Linked DNA regions of Mus musculus: region 1 is linked to region 2. A link is a contact called in public Hi-C data. All regions are on one chromosome and are shown on one strand. The core of a region is the stretch at or near the end of the contact, and the rest is flanking DNA. Distances in the headings are between cores, read along the strand shown. Region 1 has its middle 18 kb from the start of Gm36855. Region 2 overlaps Trim29 (tripartite motif-containing 29).

What was found. Hi-C and Micro-C count contacts between places; a contact is called where the count stands out from the background.
Region 1: a Hi-C map of cerebral cortex shows a contact between it and region 2, with 2.3 times the contacts expected there. The contact joins two enhancer-like sites. A contact is called at or near these places in 14 of 484 Hi-C or Micro-C datasets (the N1E-115 cell line, adipose-derived mesenchymal stem cells, cerebral cortex and 7 more) and 1 of 115 datasets of contacts at active chromatin or transcription factors (astrocytes).

Annotation. Positions count from the first base shown.
Region 1 is chr9:43,535,397-43,542,569 of GRCm38.p6, reverse strand. No RefSeq gene overlaps it. Among named protein-coding and RNA genes, the nearest start is that of Gm36855, 18 kb to the right of the region's middle. Within about 2 kb of position 5,274, at least 6 of the 459 cell types and tissues checked have an H3K27ac peak or open chromatin away from gene starts, as enhancers often do. A contact at or near this core is called in cerebral cortex, where this site is marked.
Region 2 is chr9:43,330,037-43,336,610 of GRCm38.p6, reverse strand. It overlaps Trim29 (tripartite motif-containing 29), which reads right to left. Exons shown (of 9, transcript NM_023655.2): 8 at 4,225-4,301; 9 at 486-1,501. The coding sequence ends at 1,439. Among named protein-coding and RNA genes, the nearest start is that of Trim29, 23 kb to the right of the region's middle. Within about 2 kb of position 4,225, at least 37 of the 459 cell types and tissues checked have an H3K27ac peak or open chromatin away from gene starts, as enhancers often do. A contact at or near this core is called in cerebral cortex, where this site is marked.

The DNA of each region.
Region 1 (7,173 bases), core at 4,025-6,524, 200 kb before region 2:
GACTCTCTTTTAAAGACAAGAAAGCTGACACCCATCGAGCTTAACTAAGGGAAACCAGGAGAGCTGGGACTAGAACATGAGTATCTCAGCCAGACAGGCCCCATTCCTGTCAGGTAGGCTCCGCCGCTACTTGTCCACTGTGAATGAGCCCCATAGGCTTGCCCCTGCATGCTTACCTATACAGTCATTCTCAAGAATTCTGTTAGTGGGTGGAGTGTGTGCTTAAGCTTGAGAAATAAAGGAAGACTTTAGATTCTGTTATCCTTGGAAAAGCCACAATACAGGGAAACGGCTATAGTCACTAAGAGCTCTAAGAAGCAGCATGGCTCCACTTGGCATGCACCAAGTCCAAACGGGCTCACTAACCTTACTAAGAGCAAGGTTAGACCAGAACATGGAAGGAATGCCTAATATTTCCCAACATCCATTCCACCGAATAGACACTGGCGATTGGCTCAATTTGCTAGCAGGTTGAGCGAACTGGACCAATGAGTTAAAGAGACACATTCCATCTCCACAGATAGAAACAAGGAAGTCTATTGTCACAATTGATAGATGCATGCTGAACCCGAGGGACTCAGGCTTCAGATAATGCTACTGTTATGATACACATGAGCTGGGTAGAGCCCCAGTCTTGAATGACGTCACTTCGCTAATGTGTTGACCAATTTGAATCCATATCCTTCTTTGGGAATCTTGTTATGGGAAACCGTCAGATTCCTTATTAGTTAAACAAATCCTTAAAAAGTCAGGCTTTTCCTGAACTACTGAAAAACTGTATCATATGTTTCTAGGGAAATGCCCTAGACGCAATGCATTTCAATTTTTAAAAATTGACTACAGACTTAAAGATAGTCTTGCTAGGCTTGAATAATGTCACTAGACACAGTCGTAGCAGGAGGTCCCAAGCTGACCATAGCCAGGAGATTCGGACAGTTAGGTGCACATTCAAAAGATCGGCTGTTTGTACATTTAAGAAGCCTCCTATACCAGTTTCCTGGGATTGGTGTGGACATCGCCTGAAGCACCTTACTGTGTTTGTGTATTCCTTAGCCTCAGCCCACATTTGGCACATGCTCCCTTTGGCTGCTGACGGTGTAAACTCACTGCCAATGCGACTGCACTTTTGCCTGGTCAGTGGGCCAAAGGTTCTTAGCTTTGGCATCTCTCCTATCACAGTCTCCTCCTGCATCAGAAGTGAGATTTGCCCTCTGAAGTGGACTCCTGGCACGTCTTTGGGCTGAGTCCAAACCCACAGTCGTGGCTGGCATTTGACACTGAATCAGAGCCGTGCTTTGGGGGTCAATGTCACCAGATAGGTGGTCTCCCTTATCGATGGGACAGACTTGGCCCCCCGAATCTTGGCCTGACTTTGATCACTACCCGGCTGAGAAAGCCTGCTCAGCCAATTTGCTAATGTCTCAAAGCTGCTAGGCTGGCTAGAGTACCGGCTGACAGGCTAGAACTTCACACACTCTTCTGAGAAGCCGAAATAATAAGCCAAGCACATTTGTTTTTTCCATCCCAACTACAGAAGTAGCTGATAGCAGTTTATATTGAAAAAAAAGGGGGGGGCTAACTAAAATCAAATGAAAATCCTCAGCTTCCTTAAAAGAGTAAAAGATGTGATATGGCTGTCCAAAAAGCCAATGGCATCTTAGGGAATAGATTCAAAGTCTAGTGTTCAAGCAAGAGGGGATAGAATCCTTTGGGAATTCCTTTGGAGACCCATATTTGGAAAAGGCTTCCAAGATGACATCAAAGGGAAAGGACAATGGGAGAAGGGAAAAGCCTCTTCAAAGCTCCGGAGCTCCAGTCTGGGGTCAGCCAGTGAGACTGACAGAAGAGCGGAGTGTTGGACTTATCCAGATCCACCATGCTATGCAATGCGTGTCCAGGGCTCAGTACGCGCAAAGACTCAGCCCCCAGTTTCAAGCCCAGCTCTTCCTCCTGCTAAAATGTATCACTAAGCAATGACAGCCCAGAGATTCAGTTTCAATTTTGGTTAAATGGAGAGAAGAATACCCAGCTTGCTATTGGAAATAGTCTGTCCCAAGGGCTTAACACAGTACCAGGCACATGGCTGGCAACCACTGGCCTATGGTGATTAGCACTAAACACAGCGACCAAGTGCTTTCTCTGTACAGAAGTAGTTTCCCTGTGTGGAGAGTGTCAATACATCAGGAATGTTTGAGAGCTCTAGGTTGGAGGTTGAAATAACTGATTTTGGCCAGCTTAGGACAGTAATCTATTATTGGAACTGATATTCCCTGCTGGCCCACGGGTCCAGAAGTCTCTCTATTTGAATTAGTTTGTGTTTGCCCAATGTGTACCTACAGTCATAACTGTGTGTGTGCATGTGCATGTACGAGAGAGAGAGACAGAGACACAGAGACAGAGACACAGAGAGGCAGAGACAAAGACACACAGGGAGAATTCTAGCTGTGCATATGAGAGAGAAGTAGAAAAATCTAGTTGCATATGTGTGCATGTCTGTGTGAGAGAGAATATTCTAGCTGTGTGTGAGAAACATTCTAGTTGTGTCTGTCTGTCTGTCTGTCTGTCTGTCTGTCTGTCTGTGTCTCTACAGGGAACTATACCCTACTCTGTGATGCATCAGTTACCACGCACGAGGACATTCCATTTGGCAGCACAGATTCTATATGACCAGGTACGCGTTGACTTCAGCTCCCGGCCCTGGTCTTCATTCAAGCAGTATTCCCCTTGACTGAACACTGTCATGCCTGGGCTAGAGGGAGAGTTTATCAATAAGGTCCTGAGTGTTGATGATTCTTCTCAACAATGGAGGGTGGCCAGGCTTGGGGTCAGGGGTTTGATAGCACGTGACCAGCATCCTGGCCAGGATGCTCCTTCCACAAACAATTTTCGTAAGCACCCAGAATGTGGCCTAACCCTACTAGGCTTGCTTTCCAGGAGTTTTGTGTCCTTTTTTTCCTCTTAAAAAAATGATTTGTCTTATTTTTTAAATCTCTAAGTATGTGTGTCTATATGAATATATGTTATGAGTATATGAGGGTGCCTGAGGAGACCAGAGGAGAGAGTCAGGCCCCTGGAGCCATGGTTATAGGCTTCTGTGAGCAGCCTGGTGTGGGTGCTGGATCTGAGCTCGGATCTTCTGTCAGAGCAGCCAGCACTCTTCACTGCTGAGCCATCTCTCTAGACCGTTTCGTGCCTTTTCAAAGGCCTTTTCTCATCCCAACAGAAATCTCTTTCTGTTTCTTTTGCCAAACTGTCTCGGTAACCCCTCTCTCTGATCTGTACAGCCAGATCAGCTTTCGGTAGCAAGTACCTAGTAGGGCTGTGTCTGTGACGAGCCTACTGCCAACCAGCAGGACTTATAACAGCAGGAAAATCAGAGGCAAGCTACCTCAAAGTAGGAAAAACCCAACAGATGCCCATGCTGAGGGCAGGGTGGATAGGGGGTAAGAGATCAGTTTGGTCTCTCTGAGGGTCTGGTCTTGAGACTCAGTCCCACCTTAGTAAAGATTAGTGAAGTGAATCTGGTTCTGCGATCACTGAAGAATGCAAAAACTATCTCGGGACACTTCCCATCCACCCATGTGGGGAACTATCTGATAAAAAGGCAGAACACAAGGATATAGAGATGGCTTCAAGGTTAAGAGCTCTTTCTGCTCTGGCAGAGTCCCCAGGACAGGTGCTCACAACCACCTGTAACTCCGGCCAGCACCAGGGGACCCAAGGGATTCTTCTGTACTGTGAGGCCACCGTACTCACGTGTGCACAGGCTCACACAGCGACACATACACATATACATAATTTAAAAGTGAAGGTTTATGTATTTGAGGAGAAGGCTCTGCTGCTTTTGCAGAGCGCATGGGGTTGGTTCTCTTCACCCATGTAGTGGCTCACAACTGACGGCAACTCCAGTTCCAGGAGATCTGGCGCTCTCTGCTGCAGGCACACGCATGGTACATGCACTCAAAGACCTTGTACACATAAAATGTAATACATAAAAATCTTTTGAAAACACCTTGGAAAACTACAGGCAGCTTCTGGGCCCTCTTGTAGCTGGTGTTCCCACAGGCACTAAGTGGAGAGCTAGGCTTGTCTCTCCATCTACCTAGAAGCCGCCCAAGCCCTGGGAGGTTATCCCACACTACTAGTAGGGATAGGCCAGAGCCAATACTTCAGACAAGGATTTCACGTTTCAGACCTTACGCGGTCCCACACATCTGCACTTTGTCTGAAGCTACAGAATCATGTCTGGCACAGCTGGTCCACCCCTCCATGGCTGAATTCTTCTTTAACCTTCTAACTGGCTGTCAGAGTGTCTAGAAGTCTCCTCAGGGGCACAGCACTGTGTGCAATCCCTAGGGACTTCTTGGCTTACCCTGTTCCTTCATTTCCAGACCAATCCTCCTGCACAGCCAGGTCCCCTCCCCATCTGTAACAGCCAGGGCCTCTAGGCTGTCTGGCCAGGGAGCTTGGTATCTGGGATGGCATGGGAAGACAGGAAGTCCCTTTCTGTTCCTGAGCTATCTAGTGCTAGCCATTGGGTCCTTTATAAACTCCCTCCTGAGTTATACACTACTTATTGTTGTTATTGCTATTGATCCACCCTCTAAACAGCAGAGGTCCCAGGGCTCAATTTAAACCATCAGTTACATCAATAATTCCTTTATTTGTAAGGTTGTTACATCTGACACTCTTTGGATGCCTTTCAAGACCTAAGAGGAAAGTCAGCACTCTTCTCTTAGGAGAACCGAGGCACACAGAGATGTGGAGGTTGGCCAAAGTCCCCAGAATGGAACTAGCTACAGGCTCCTGATACATCGCTAGCTTATTCAATTCCTGGTCTGCCATTTCCCCTCCACTGGGCTAAAGGATGCTCTGAGTTCTGCTGAGCCTCTGGGGCTGTTCACAGGCTTACTATATCCCACAAAAGCAGGGTTCCCTCTACAGGAAACTATAGGCCTTCTTTTTGCCCCCAGGTCCTGGCAGTCCTCAGTCCTGCCTTCTGCTCTCTGTGTCCCAGCCTCAAAGCACAGGCAATAAAGAGTTCCGCCTTTGTCTCCGCCCCACCCCCAGGTGCAGAGATCTGTTTTGCAAAAACTGAGAAGACTCTTTTCTGTAAATGGAGGGGTGGGGCTGGGGGTGGATGTAACATCACAGATGCTTGCTTTTGCCATTCTGAGAATATTGGCAGGAGAAGGAGAGTTAAGGTGGTACGTGGGTACCCGAGTTTCCTTATATGCACAGAACAACATGTCTTCCGGTGGGGGCACAGTAACCTCTTGTGGGAGCCAGTGGGAAACAGGTTCTCTTTTCCCCAGGCCCACAGGCCGGCAGCAGCGGTACCATCCGGGCCCTTCTGTTGTGGGGTAGAAGCGGATGGCGAATGTGGGCAGTGTTCGTGCCGTTGTTCAGCTCCAAGAGTGTTTATAGTAGCAAGCTCCAGGATGGCCTCCACAGGGAATGACAAGTGCCACGTATATGTCTCTTCCCTAGAATGTCACCTCTCTCTTCCTGGGTCTGGTGTGTTTGGGGCTCTGATACCCCTTTCTAGGGTCCTCTCTTCTGTGCCTCACCTTTCGACATCACAGTAAGGTTCGCCTGTTGTAGAAATGAGCACGCATCAAACCCATCTTTGTAATCCTCCAGCCTCATACAACGGGCCACATTTGCAAGGTGGGGTGGCCCACCCCCTATTTCATCTTGACGGTCAGTGGGGAGCAGGGACAGATGCAGCTGATGGATGGGAAGTTTAGAAAACGAAGTCTTGCAGGTCGATAGAATATACAAGCGATGTATCATGTGAGCGCCTCTTGTCTGTGCCACAGTAAATCAAAAGTTATGAATGGTAGGTTTCTGCAGTACAGGACCCAAGCTGCTCCTGGGGCCAAGGGCTGGCCTTGTGATCCCTCTTTCACAGTCCGAGCACTTATTTTCTACTTCAGTAGACCTAAAAATAAACCTCGATACTGATTTTATTTTTTTTTTAGTATCTCTGCTATCCACCCCAAGTCTTTCCCTCTTTAATTTCCATCCTGTGGGCACTTGGCATCCATGTGTCCCTTGTAAGGAGCAATGTATTGCAAGATAAGCTGCCTTGGTGGCTCAGCCCATGCAAGGCCCTTCCCGTGGGCTGTGTTACTGTGATATTAACAAGGTCAGATCTGCTGCTGTGTGAACACCTCAGCGCCTCTGAAATGATTATCTCTGAGCCCCCTTCTACCTGGGTCAAAACGGTGCTCAGAGCAGATGCTGGCACACAGGGCTGGATGGAGTCAGTCTCAGGGTTGAGCCTCAGCTCAGTAGCCTCTGTGTCACCCCACTCCCCCAGCCCGCATCCTCCAGCTCTCATTGGAATCCTTGTGTCCTGCTCCTCCGCAGCCCTTTCACTTGGGGGCTATGTTCTCTCCACGGTCCCTGTTCCTGGAGGCGGAGTAGGAGTCCTTCTGGCTCCTGCTGCTCATCTTCTTGCCAATAGCCATCCCTCCTCTTGAAAAACAACCCAAGTAGAATCTCTAGTCAGAAGCTCCTGGCTGCAACGATCTACCCACCGCAGGCCTCTCTCCTCTTCCCTTAAACATTCTGGCCTCTGGATCATGGGGACTCTTCCCAATTCTTTCCTGCATTATTAGCAAAACGTCTTCGAACCCCCTGGCACCTAAAGTTCCTTACCTGAGCTGGTCTGGTCTTCTGTCTTCCTCTGGCCACTACTGAAAGGGCTTGCCTCAGACCTTGTCATTGCCAGCAATTTCTATCATTCTACAACCCTATCTCAAGACTCCATACCCCATCACAAGACCTCACACCTTGGCCTTAACACATTCCCTCATCTCAAGACCCTATGTTCCATTTCAAAATTCCACATCCTATCTCAATACTCTATACCCTGCCTCAAGACTTCCCACTGTGTCTCAAGCTTCCACGCGTTATGTCAAGACCCCATACCCTGTCTTAATATGCAGCATTCTGTCTCACTAACATACATCCCCACACTTAAGATCCCCATCTTAAGATCCCCACACTGTCTCAAGAGCCCACACCTTGCCTCATCCCTTACCTCAAAAACATCCACTTTGTCTCAAGACCCCACACCTCATCTAAAAGTTCCACACCTCATCCCAAGACCACATTTCAGAACCTGACGTCCTCCTGTCTCAGACGCCATGCCTCATCTCAAGG
Region 2 (6,574 bases), core at 2,976-5,475:
AGAAAATTACAGTTATGAAGTAGTAAGGAAAATAATTTTGTGGTTGGGGTCTCACAACATGAGAGACTGTACTAAAGGGTGACAGGGTTAGGAAGGCTGAGAACCACTGTTCTAGGTCTCTCAGGGTAGTCAAGAGCTCCCTAGGCCTCTGTCTGTTATGTTCAGTGCTAAGGAAAGGGGGGGCCTCAGAAAGTTCCAGGCATCCTTCTGCAGAGACCCAGGCTAGGTCTCTATGTTTTCAAGATACACTGATACATTGAGAATATCAATGGGGATGGTGCACGCCTTTAATCCCAGCACTCAGGAGGCAGAGGCAGGAAGATCTCTGTGAGTTTGAGACCAGCCTGATCTACAGAATGAATTCTGGGACAGCCAGGGCTACACAGAGAAACACCTGCCTCAAAAAAACAAACAAAATAAAAGAAGTAATGGGGGGGGCTGTAATACAGGCCCCTGTGACCCTGAGGGACAATCCACTCAGGACTAGAGTCGTCGTAAAGAGACAAATGGTTTATTCAGGGAGGGGGAAGCGTAAGCCAAAAGTGCCCCTCCCCACCCCTGCAAGCTGGCTCATGAGGCCCCGTCAGCCCAGAGTGGGAGACAAGCTCCCAACATCCAGTGCTGTTCCTGATTTGGCTCTCTCAAAGCCCAGTGACATGTGACGTGGATGGAGGCTGGCTCTCCTGATACGGATGGTACATCTTAAGTGACACCACTCTTACCAGCCCTCCTGCTGGCCATTACCGTGAAGAGCATCAAATTCCCATAGTAGTGAACGTCTATAGGCCAATTTTCATGAGTGGATTGTGGCGCACCTGGGGAACTGCTCTTCCAAGCAATGGCAGAGAAATGTCTAGGCTACAATCCTCTTGCCAGTTAGGACAGCCCGTTCTCCGGTTTTGCAGCCTCAAAGAGGACATGGCAGAACCTCTCTGCTGGACCAGGAAAAAGCCAAGATGCTGAGAGCATCCTCTAAGGCGTGGCCAAGACCAGCCATACTGTAGTAAGGTGGATGCAAGAGGACACACGGGACCCATCTCCTCCTGACAGGCTCAGGCTGACAATACAACATGAGCCCAAGGGACGGGAGCAAAGAGGCTGCCGTAACTAGGTACCTAGTGGAGGGAAATGGTCACCAAGCCTGATGTGGCAGAGCCTGGGCAGGTGGACAGACCAGCACCGTGTGGGCTTAGTGTATGAGAAAGGAGCCCAGCTGGCTCATGCCCCTGTGGTAGGTCTCTTGGCTTTATACCTAGAAGTCACAGTGACTGTCTGTCACCAAACAGAAAGGAGCAGAGGAAGCAAGAGTGCCCCGTAGGGCTGCCAGAGACTGTGTGAGGGCAGGGTGGGGCTGGGCTCCTGCCCGGGAGAAAGAACAGCAGCTTGCAAAGCAGGAGCAACAGGAGGATGGGGGAGTGCAGCTTCCTCCATCCTGAACTCAGGGCGCCTCGTTGGATCCGATGCCGCTGCCCTTGTTGACATAGAATGGCCGGTAGTGAGACTGCGGGGAGAGAGGAATGGTTAGGATAGCTGGGTGGTCTGAGAAGTCCCTAACCTGCCCACCCAACCTAGACTCTGAAGCAGCCTGCAAGATCTACCTATCTTGCTACCAGGAGATGGCTGGTAATAGCATAACTTCTGGGTCCAAATTCTAACTAGAGTCTGTCCCTGCCACTTAGCATATGAGCTTGGACATCATCCCCTGCCCCACCCACCCACCCAATATCCTGATGTCACCACAGCCACCGTGTGCTATAGCATTTTGTGTTCTACAAAACTACACAGCACCGTGCCAAGGGCTTGCCATCGACAGACTCAATTAGGTTTTACAACCGTCCAATTAAACAGGCGACTCTGAGCACAGCCACTTTGTAAGTAAGCAAACCAGGGCACAGAGAGGCTGGGCAGCTTGCCTAAGTCACCAGCTAGTTGAACGGGGGAACAAGATGAGAGACCCAGAGACTGGACTCCAAACCCCATCACCCCCTGCTCCACTCCACTTCCTGGTATTATTCTTGTGTCTCAAGTACTTCATGTGTTGGATTATGCTCTCTCTGCTGATTCTCGCTGACAGAAGGGTACAGAATGAGCACACCACTATGCCAGGTCCTCCCTCCGCTGTGCTCCCTCCCCACCATCCACAATTGTGGAGCTCCAGCCTCTCTTGCCAGAGCTTTCCTAACCTCCTCTTTGAATCATGTCATACGGCAATTTCAGGGAACTCAGCCCCTTTCTCCCTTCCTCCTAACCCCCACTGAGAACTCAGTCCCCCACCCCACCCCCCAGACTGGCATGGAAGAGCAAAGAGCTGCCCCTGGCCAGTACAAGCACTGCCAGCCTCTGGAGGGTCTCAGGAATCAGCCTTGTCCCTAAGTGGGTCAGGCACAGAGCCTCTACGGGCCTCCCAGAAGCTCTGGTCTGACACTCTTGCATAGTAGAAGTCAGGCGTAGGCAAGGCCAGGGCAGGAGGGTCTTCAGCCCAGACTCCGGCTAAACCATTGATTCATAGAAGACAAAACTAAGGCCCCAGAAGGAAAACAGGGCATTGACAAAAAGTTACAGGGCTGCTCTAATAGAGCAGAGCCTGGAGCCAGGTCTCTCTAACCCTCAGGTCCATTCCAGGGCCCCCAAAGAAGTCCACCATGCTTTGGGTAAGGTGAATAGGCGAGAACTTGTCTTTCAGAAAGGCTGGGTCAATAGTGTATGGATTGCAGGCCAGTGAACAATGTTGCTGTCTGAGAGCTGTCTGAGGGGCAGGGGGCGTGAGTGGGGTGCTCATTTCCATCCCTCCCTAGTTAGGGTCACCACATGTGAGAGTCACAAGGACTATGAGATCACCCAAACTGCAGAATTCATGTTAGAAATGGGGAAACTGAGGCATGGAAGATCGACTCACACAATATCACATAGGAAGCTGGTGCTGGCTGGGGCCTAGGCACAAGGCAGCCTGGCTCTCAGGCCTCCTACTGCACTGGCCTCTATCCTCCCAACACTAGGTGTCACAGTAGGACAGCACAGCCTTGTCCTGCTGGAGCCTCCGAGGCTGGAGAGCCAGGAAGGTGCATAGGAGGGAGAGGGATAACTCTCTCCCATTATCTGTTTCCCACAGTCCTGCTGCTTCAACGCCCTTGGGCCCAGCTCCGCATTACATGCAATCGCTTAGCTCTTCTCGCCCACAAATTAAAGACTTTTTTCAATTAAACCAGCCCCAGCCGCTCTTTGTAGAACAGAGTAAATCTCGTGCTCTGACCTCAAAATGCAAAAGCAGCTGAAGGGAGGGCTCTGACCCCCATCCCCCACCCCCATCTCAACAAAACCCTGGTGTTACCTGCATGGCTCACTGGATGACCTCTCAGGACCTAGCAAGCTGTTGAGAGGGAAGCATTAGGGGAAATGAAGCCTCCAGGGTGGCAGTCTGTGATCAATGCTATTCCCAGGCACGGATAAGACTGTCGGTCCACAAGGGGGGGGGGGGCACTTCGTCTCATCATCACGTTATAAGGATGAAGAGAAGGCCTGGAGAGATGGCTCGCTGGTTAAGAGCACAGACTGCTCTTCCAGTGGTCCTGAGTTCAATTCCCAGCAACCACATGGTGGCTCACAACCATCTATAATGGGATTTGGTGCCCTCTTCTGGTGTCTCTGAAGACAGTGACAGTGTACCCATAAATACAAGAATGAAGAGAGTCTTGAAAAGGGTCTGTGGTTCTGAGATGCCAGCAGATAGTCTCCGTCCCTCGGCCACATCCTCCCTCCAGTGCTGCTTTCTAATAGCCCCAGCTTAGAGTTATTAGAGAGTAAATTCTAAATATACCTTTCTAGCTTTCTAGCTCCCCGGCCCCCATACACACACCATCACCCCTAATGGCCTCAATGCTGTCAGAAATAGAAAGTAGCCCTAGGAGTGACACCCATCACAATCACATGCCTCTTGGTGACCAAGCCACCATCGATACTCAGTGATCACTTGCAAATACAAACATAGGATGCGTGTGTTACAGGTTCTAAACTGAGATCAAAGGCAGTGTGCAGTTACTGGTCCCCTGCCTGTAAGTCCATTTCTCTATCTTTGCTACATGTTGGTGTAAGGGTCACTGCTGCCTCCTATGCTCCCAGCATGGCCCAGAAAAGTCACTCTTGTCAAACAGACTCAGGAAGCCTGCTCAGTTGCCAGGTCCCTGGACATGCCTATGTTTGGCAACTCTCCCGGTACGCCGTACTCACCAGCAGAGTCTGCTTGCCAGATTTCCAAGTCTGAGGCTGGGCCTTGGGAACTTGGCTCCGGAGGAGGGAGGGAAAGCCTGGGAAGACAAAATGTTCCAGTTAGGAGGAGCCCTGGATGGCAATCAGGAAGCCCCATAGATGGAGCAGCTTCAATGCCTGCCCCAAAGTGACCCCCAAGCATCATCCAGCCCAAGGCCAAGTTCAGCCACCTGCAGAGGTGTGCAGCAGCTGGGGCAGTGCAGTTGCCAACTGGACATCCTGAGAGGCAAAGGAAGGAGACAGCAAGACAGACAGAAGAAGGAGGAGCCAGTCAGATGGATGAGGCCAGACAGCAGGAGAACGTTGTCTCCCTGTCTAGGTCTGCACTGTGCTGCCAGGATCACCACCCACTGGCCCAGAGGGCTTAACAACCATAGACCTGTCCCTTTGCCAGAGTCCAGGACAGTCATTCAGTCAGTCAGCAGCCCCTGCCAACACTGCCCAGAAGGAGGGACTCCTGGCTCTGCTGTGAGGGTCATTTATTGAGCTCCACTTGTGCCAAGCATCATGTGAGTGTCTGCCCCTGTTTGGTCCTTTCTTTTAGCTCAGCAGTTTGCCCGCAGCAAGGAGCTATCAGAACTAGAAACCAAGGCTAGCCAGACTCCAAATCCATCATTCCACTCCTTCTGCCTGGCTCTGGTTGTCTCACATCTCACCAGCAGCAGACCAGGAACCCACAGAAGGTCAGCCATTGGCCAGTGTGACTGTCACTCAAGGCTAAGACAGCCATCCCAAGGTCCCAGCAGGTGGCTCTCAGTACTTGATGAGAAGGGGGTAGCCAGAGTAAGTCTGCCTGCCTCCCCACCCTCCTTCTTAGCCCAGGCACTCTATAAAGGGCTTGACTGGGAGACGCAATGGAAAGCCTGCTCGGCAGCAGGGCAGATCACCCATGACTTGGAGAATGAGATGCTAGAGAGGTTCTCAGGGTCAGTATTTGGCAGCCACGATCCAGCGAGGCTGTGGCTGCATGCAGTGGGCCCTACCACCTGCAGAACTTCCCACTGCACTGAGCAAGAACCCCTGGAGCTGTCCCTGCACCTAGGGTGGAAGCTGCCAGAGAAAGAGAAGATTCTATGGATCCTGGGTGACAATGAAAACTGGAAGTTGAGACCTGGCCTCTCTCTTTCCAGAAAGAAAAACCCATACCAGCCATAAGAGCTAAGGGGACAGGGTGGCCCAGGAGACCAGCCTTGGCAGCAGACAGAAGTCCAAAGAGAGAGAGCCAGGATGGTGGGGACAGGGGACATGCATATCTCTCTCTCTCTCTCTCTCTTTCTCTCTCTCTCTCTCTCTCTCTCTCTCTGGAACAGGACCCAGGACTCCCTAGCAGTGGCAGAGATCCCCCCACAGCATGGCCCACCTGCCCTTCTATGACAGAGGAAGGGGAGGGATGGGGAGCAGGCAGGTACCCGGATTGTTTTTAAACAGCCCACTGCGGTCCAGGGGCTTGGAAAACTCTGCAGTGGCCTGTCCCAGGGTTGTGAACTGATAGGGGGTTTTCCCAGTGCCTGCTGGGAGAGAGAGAGGTGTTAGCAGTGGCATGGGTACAGGCTTCCAGGAGGCTGAGGCTCTAACACCTCTCTGGGGCCCTGTGCTCCCCCTGTGGACTGGGCAGAGGGTGTGGGAGGAGGGGTTCTCAGAACTGCGGGCTATGCTGGCACACAGGGCAACTTGGCTAGGCCATCTCTAGTCAGCTTGAAGGTGCCTGCCATGAACTCGCTGGAAGTGAGAAGCCCTTCCAAGGAGGGCCTCAGCAGGAGGCTGTACATAGTCTGATGGGAAATGTCGGAGCCAGCCAGAGCCGGAGCTAAGAGCTGTAGCCCTCCGCACCATGTGACCTTCAGGCTAGAAGGAGTAAGTAAGCACATGCTGGGAGCCAGCCTGCCACAGAGTCCCACAGTGTCCCCAGTCTGCCTCAGAGACCCACAGTGTCCCACGCCTGACCCAGATACTGGACTTCCCCAGGGTCTCTGAACCCTAGCCTGAACTGGACCACAAGGTGATGAAGCCACTGTTTGCTGGAGGAGAGGGGAGGTACAGGGAGGGACAGTGTCCCTCTCCATCCCAGAGACAAGCCTCTGCTCCTTCTGGGATAAGTGTCTGGGCGTAGTGAGAAGGGAAAGCCCTCCTCATCACAGGGCTAAGGCCTAGAGACAGACAGGAGGGCCCTGACCTACTCTGACCTACTATACGCTCAGGATGACCTAACCCCAGGGAATAGGAGATGCAGCCCGTTCAACTTGCTCAAGACCCCCAGGGATACAGTAGGTAGGTGAGGGCCAAGTATAGCAAAAGAGGGTTAGGCCTGAGA